Regions from separate parts of the Drosophila melanogaster genome. Here region 2 is linked to region 1. A link is a contact called in public HiChIP or PLAC-seq data. All regions are on one chromosome and are shown on one strand. The core of a region is the stretch at or near the end of the contact, and the rest is flanking DNA. Distances in the headings are between cores, read along the strand shown. Region 1 holds the start of CG2258. Region 2 holds the start of Trf4-1 (Topoisomerase related function 4-1).

Region 1 (2,700 bases), core at 137-2,636:
TATAAATGCAAGTACAATGAAAAGTTGTTTATTTTTTTTAATAGATATATTTACACACACACACACACATACACACGCAAATACACATTTGTTTAAAAGTGGCCTGCTGTTATTAAACTAGATATGATAAGTACACATATAACGAAAAAAACAACACTGTGCTATTATAATTTATTGTGTATGTGATTGTTTCCCCATTATGATACGATTATGATTTATTGTGACCACAAGCAAGCAAATAAACGGAAAATATTGTTGAATCTTTAAACTTAATCGAATTGGGTCGTCCAGGACTTAGGAACTTTTTATATGATGCCTTCTGAATCAAACAAAAACTGTACTTATAAACTATTTACGCCTAGTGAACGTTATTACAAAGGGGTTTCCCCTGTGAATTGTAGTCTAAAATAGCAAATTGCGGTTATAACTAATCAAAATGAAAAAATAAAAACAATATATATACTACATATGTGTGCCACAGGCAAAACGTTTAACCAGAAAAAAAAACTTGCTAGCATTTAAATAAACATTTTTATAACGCATCCCAAGAATTAGCTTGCCCTTAAAATCAGTATTTTTATATAAATCACTACACGTACTGTCCCCCACAAACGAGTTAAATATTATATGCAAATAAAGAAACGTTTTCCTGAAAACCGAAAGAGATCGAGCTTTTTTTCAACATTTAAATTCTAGCGCCAAGTTGGCAGCCCACATATATCTGATATCGATAACGATAACAGGCCGGCATGCCCCACCTCTACATTAAAAGGAGAAGAGCAAATAGGAAATAAAAACAAGTGATTGGATAATTTTTGTTTGTTGATCCCGCTGTCTTTGTTTGGTAAAATGGTGAAAACTTAGTTAACGCCACTTGGATGTGCTCAAATTTTGGTTAGTGTTATTCGTGGCTTGTTTAAAACAATATATAAACAAACTCTAAACGCCGTTAACCCTTGTGCGCGTGTGTGTTAGCTTGCGGCTTTTTTTTGGGTGTGGAATAGTTTGTTATTGTTGTTGTTGTAAACACATATGTATATCTGTGCAACAACAATTTGTCGCTCATACTTTTTAGATACAGTGCTCTCTCTTTAAAGCGCATAACAAGTATTTATTTAAATAAATTTTGAAAACTAAACAATTGCCAAAGAGTGAGTGCGGTTTTTAAACTGTTAACATTCAAGAAAATGTTAATACAATTGCAACACTTCTTGTTGCTAAAGTTTCGCCTTATCGAGTGATCACCGCCCCCCACAAGAATTCCCTTTCCGACCATCGCCCCTCCCCGGCGACAGACAAATAGACAGGAGAGCAAAAGAGACATAAAACAAGTGCATCGCATTTTGCCAGGAGAGGAGCAGCATCACCCTTCTCGCATCGCCCATTGCATTTCGCATCTCGCATCATTGGAATTAATCAAGTGAGCTTCTCATTCGCGTGCTGCGGCCAAAGGGAACAACAACAAGTGATGGAGCAGCGGAACTAGCTGTGTCGCCTTCAAAAGGACATCGAAAGCACAAAAGAGAGGAGCAGCAAACACGCCCATCGTCGGAAGGCAACATAAAGCACACACATCCACACACACACACACACATATGCAAACGTCCTTGGCTCCTGGACGCCAACAGCGGATGTGCGGGAGGGCGCAGGACGAAGGATAGCTGACGTCTGAGACAGGAAACAACAGGAAGAAGACAACAGCAGCAATAGCGACTACAACAACAGCAACCGACAAACGCAATTACGGTAAAAGGTGCGCCCAACAACATGGGTAAGTGAGCGGGGCACATTCTCATTGCATCCTTTTTGTGTTGTGCCCATTGTCGCATTTCCATACATTACACCCATTCACCGCGTGTCCTTGTGTGCGTGAGTGAGTACAGCAGCCCTGCAGTTCCGAAAATCACTTTGCATTCGAGAGCATTCACCAGGTGAATCATCGGCGACAGAGGGGCCTTCGGTCCTATTGGATGTCCAATAAGATTTCTTTTGGGGCAGTCCTATAGGAAATACAAGGTTTTCTTTAGAACAGTCCTGTACATCTATTACTATCCTTTGTAATTTGTAACTACACAACACTTGTTTATAGTAAATTTTGAAAAGTAGTTGATTTTGAAGTACTTAAAGCAAATGATCTAGTTCATTTTAGGTTTTATTAACCGCAAAATATTTGAAAAAGTGCGAAAAGCCTAACTTTGAAAACGTCCATTAGTATTGTAGCTTTATTAAAAATTAATATACATAAAGATATTTGTGAAGATTTAATGCATGCATTATATTAAAACCACAAATGTGGGCCACAAATATTACTGTTATTTGTACCGCTATTCACTGGCTTATTTATGAACCGGTTCACTCTTGCACGGATATCCTGCGAGAAAAAAGTGTGAGAGAAAGATAGAGAGAGAGAGAGAGAGGGAAATGCGCGCGCGTGGAGAGAGAAAGCACGAGTGGGCGGGGCAGTGGAGGGGGCGCTGTGTTTTGAAACGGATTTGCTCGTGTTGAGATTTTCACACAAAGCAATAAAATAGGCACCCAAAGAAAATTTAAATTTAAAAAAAATCTAAATTTGTTTTTAAATATATGTAAAAGTTCTTAGGACAGAAGTTGGACTTGAACACGTACCTTTCTCTCTAAACTGTTCAAAATAGTGTATAAATTGAATGCACTTTGTGCTTTTTTCAGTGTAGCGTGGAGCGT
Region 2 (2,700 bases), core at 72-2,571, 460 kb before region 1:
AATAAAAACAACAAGCAATTCGAAAAAAAAAAACAGAAGGAAAAACAGCTCACGAGACTCCGAGACCCGCAAATAAATGACTTCCCAAGTGATATTATATCTCGCACCAATACACTGATAGCTACTCTAGTTTTGTGCAGCGTGCGTGTGACTCTGTTGGGTGTGTGCGTTTGTGTGTGAGTGTGCAAGGGCGTACAGGTGGCCGTAGTATGGGGGTGGGAGTGGGAGCGGGACAGCACACATGCACATGTACCGAAAGGCGGCTTCGATTATGCAAAAAAAATATAATACAATAAGAAAAAAGGGAGAAGAAAGATGGGCAGAGAAACCGCTAAATGCGCACACACCTACACCTAATGCATATTTTACCCGATACGATTTTCATTTGCTGGCTGAATTTTCGGTAAAAAAAAACTTAGTTGCATTTGACAGAGGAAAACTCCCGTACACCCACACACATTTACAGCAGGCCATCGCGCACATGTACTTGTACATTTTAGGCAAATTAACACTTTCTTAATGTTCGCCAGTGTTGGCTAACGACCCAAGGAGAGCAAGTGAGAGAGCGGGGCGAAGTGATATTGAAGAAAGGCAGAAAGAGAGAGCGATTTATTGTTTTAACCGGCAAAAAACATACAGAGGCTGAAATTAGTCGGAGTAATTAATTGCAGTGGATATCGATAGACGGGCCTCGGTGTTGCCACCTGGCTTCGAAGGGCTCTCTCTCTTTACAGCACTGTCCGGGGCAAATGTAAACATTTAATTTATGCAACCGCTGCAGTAATTAAGCGAAAATCAATTAAGCAGACTACTCCAAACGCACGCCCGCTCTCATCCTCGTATTCTATCACACGCACACACATGCGTATCGAACTGCTCTTCACATGATTTCTCGCGTAATTCAGTTGGAATTTTTCACACACAATTCGTTTCTTCTTTTTTTTTAGCCGTTTTACCTTGACAAGTTTTGGTTCTCGTTGCGATTGCGTTGTATTTCAAGTTTATCACACATACATATACTCACACCTACACACGCAGCAAAACGTGAACAAAATACACATGTTGGTTATAAAAAATAAGCCAAGTTATATTATGCCAGTTGTATTATTGTGCAGCACAAAACCCGCCCAAAAATTAATGGAAAATTACAGTTGTTGTCGGTCGGCGTCGCTGCTGCTTCTTCCGTTCTTTCTTACTGTCTCACTCTCCCTTCTCACATATCCTTATAAGCACTAACAATTTCTGCTTCTCGCTCACTTTCGTTGCGCTGCCGATGGAGCTCTCTCTTTCACTCCTTGCTGCCTCTATGCCTTTTATGCACTCCCCACACACCCGCACACAGAGTGACATTTGAAGCACATACAGACGCACACGACTGGTTCTTTCGAGAATCGAACATTACCGAATTTATCAAATTGCGCTTCGCAATTGTGCATTTCCTGTGCAGATCGCAGGCCTCAATCGCGGCACGATTGTTTTTCGCCCTTTAGCAACGTTCCCTGTCAATTTCTGTGGATTTATATTGCAATTTGCGTGCGAACACGCGACCGTTTCGCGATAGAGCTGGTTCACGAATCGATTGATGAGCGATGTTATCGATAGACCTGATAAGCGAGAGGTGGATGTGCTCGCTAGATTCGCCAAGGTTGATGACTCCGCTAAGTGAATGGTCCTATTACAAAATATCGATGACATCCAAATTGCTTGTTAAATATAGTTTCAAATTTAACTGTAACATAAAAAAAATGTATTAAATCAATTTTAAAAAAACCCAACTTAGCATTTGTTATTTGGGGAAAGTCCATGCTATTCCCACCTACTCAACTGACAGGACGCATCACCAACTAAATTCGTTAAAAACATTGTGATTATTATAAACAATTAGTATTATTTATCCTGTGGCTTATGCGATTGGTTGTCATGCGATATTCTGGCTTTCACCATGTTCTCTGTACTACTGTACAGTTCCGCCGCTAATCAGACGTCGTCATCACTGATTCACCAGTTACTCATATGTGATGAGCAAGAGGGAGTTTTTGCCCGTGCCCTTACTTTCCCATTCGTCGCCTAGCGAAGGCAATGATGAAACAGCGAGGAATTCCATTTGGAGCTTAACTGTGTAGCGAAGCGAATCGCTTCCATTAGGGACTTTCCTCAATTCATAAACTAAATATACATATGTATTCACTTTAATGCTAAAAATTAACGAAGCAATGCCTGAAATCAAGAGACTTTGCCTCGCCACCGAGAATAGTCATATCGCAGCCAATGCCATGCTGCTAACAAAGATAGATGGTATGTTTGTGACATACATATCTTATAACACCGGATCATATTACATTACCTAACCCACTTAGAACTCAATTCCCAAGTCCTGTCGCAGCGCGCAGAAATCGAAAACTTGACGAGGGCGGTTAAGACACTTACGGAATTCGTTAAGCAGTCGATGAAAACGACCAAGCCGAAGGCGAAGGGAAATCCGGACGATGATTTTCCAATTATGTATGAGGAGGATCTGGTCGAAGTGAATCACAAGATAAGCCAGGACTCCAGGGGGATCTATGTAAGTTTCTCCTTCCTCATGCTTTTCCATCAATAGAATATTATATAGTTGTACTTATATGATCCCTGATCAGACGAATTCCATGCGGAAATTCCTGCGCCAGGGAAGATTAAGCCGCACCATAAGACTCATTTTCT

The links. HiChIP or PLAC-seq counts read pairs in DNA pulled down with a chosen protein or histone mark.
Region 2: a Psq HiChIP or PLAC-seq map of the Kc167 cell line shows a contact between it and region 1, with 2.8 times the contacts expected there. The contact joins the promoter of Trf4-1 here to the promoter of CG2258 in region 1. A contact is called at or near these places in 2 of 107 Hi-C or Micro-C datasets (the D17-c3 cell line and the Kc167 cell line) and 1 of 6 datasets of contacts at active chromatin or transcription factors (the Kc167 cell line).

The regions. Positions count from the first base shown.
Region 1 is chrX:8,100,140-8,102,839 of dm6, reverse strand. CG2258 reads left to right here and starts at 1,386. Exons shown (of 9, transcript NM_001298071.1): 1 at 1,386-1,771. Gclc (Glutamate-cysteine ligase catalytic subunit) reads left to right here. Exons shown (of 5, transcript NM_001298072.1): 5 at 1-659.
Region 2 is chrX:8,559,516-8,562,215 of dm6, reverse strand. Trf4-1 (Topoisomerase related function 4-1) reads right to left here and starts at 1,321. Exons shown (of 5, transcript NM_001272411.1): 1 at 957-1,321. It overlaps CG12112, which reads left to right and starts at 2,024. Exons shown (of 4, transcript NM_132261.3): 1 at 2,024-2,295; 2 at 2,358-2,563; 3 at 2,637-2,700. The coding sequence starts at 2,193.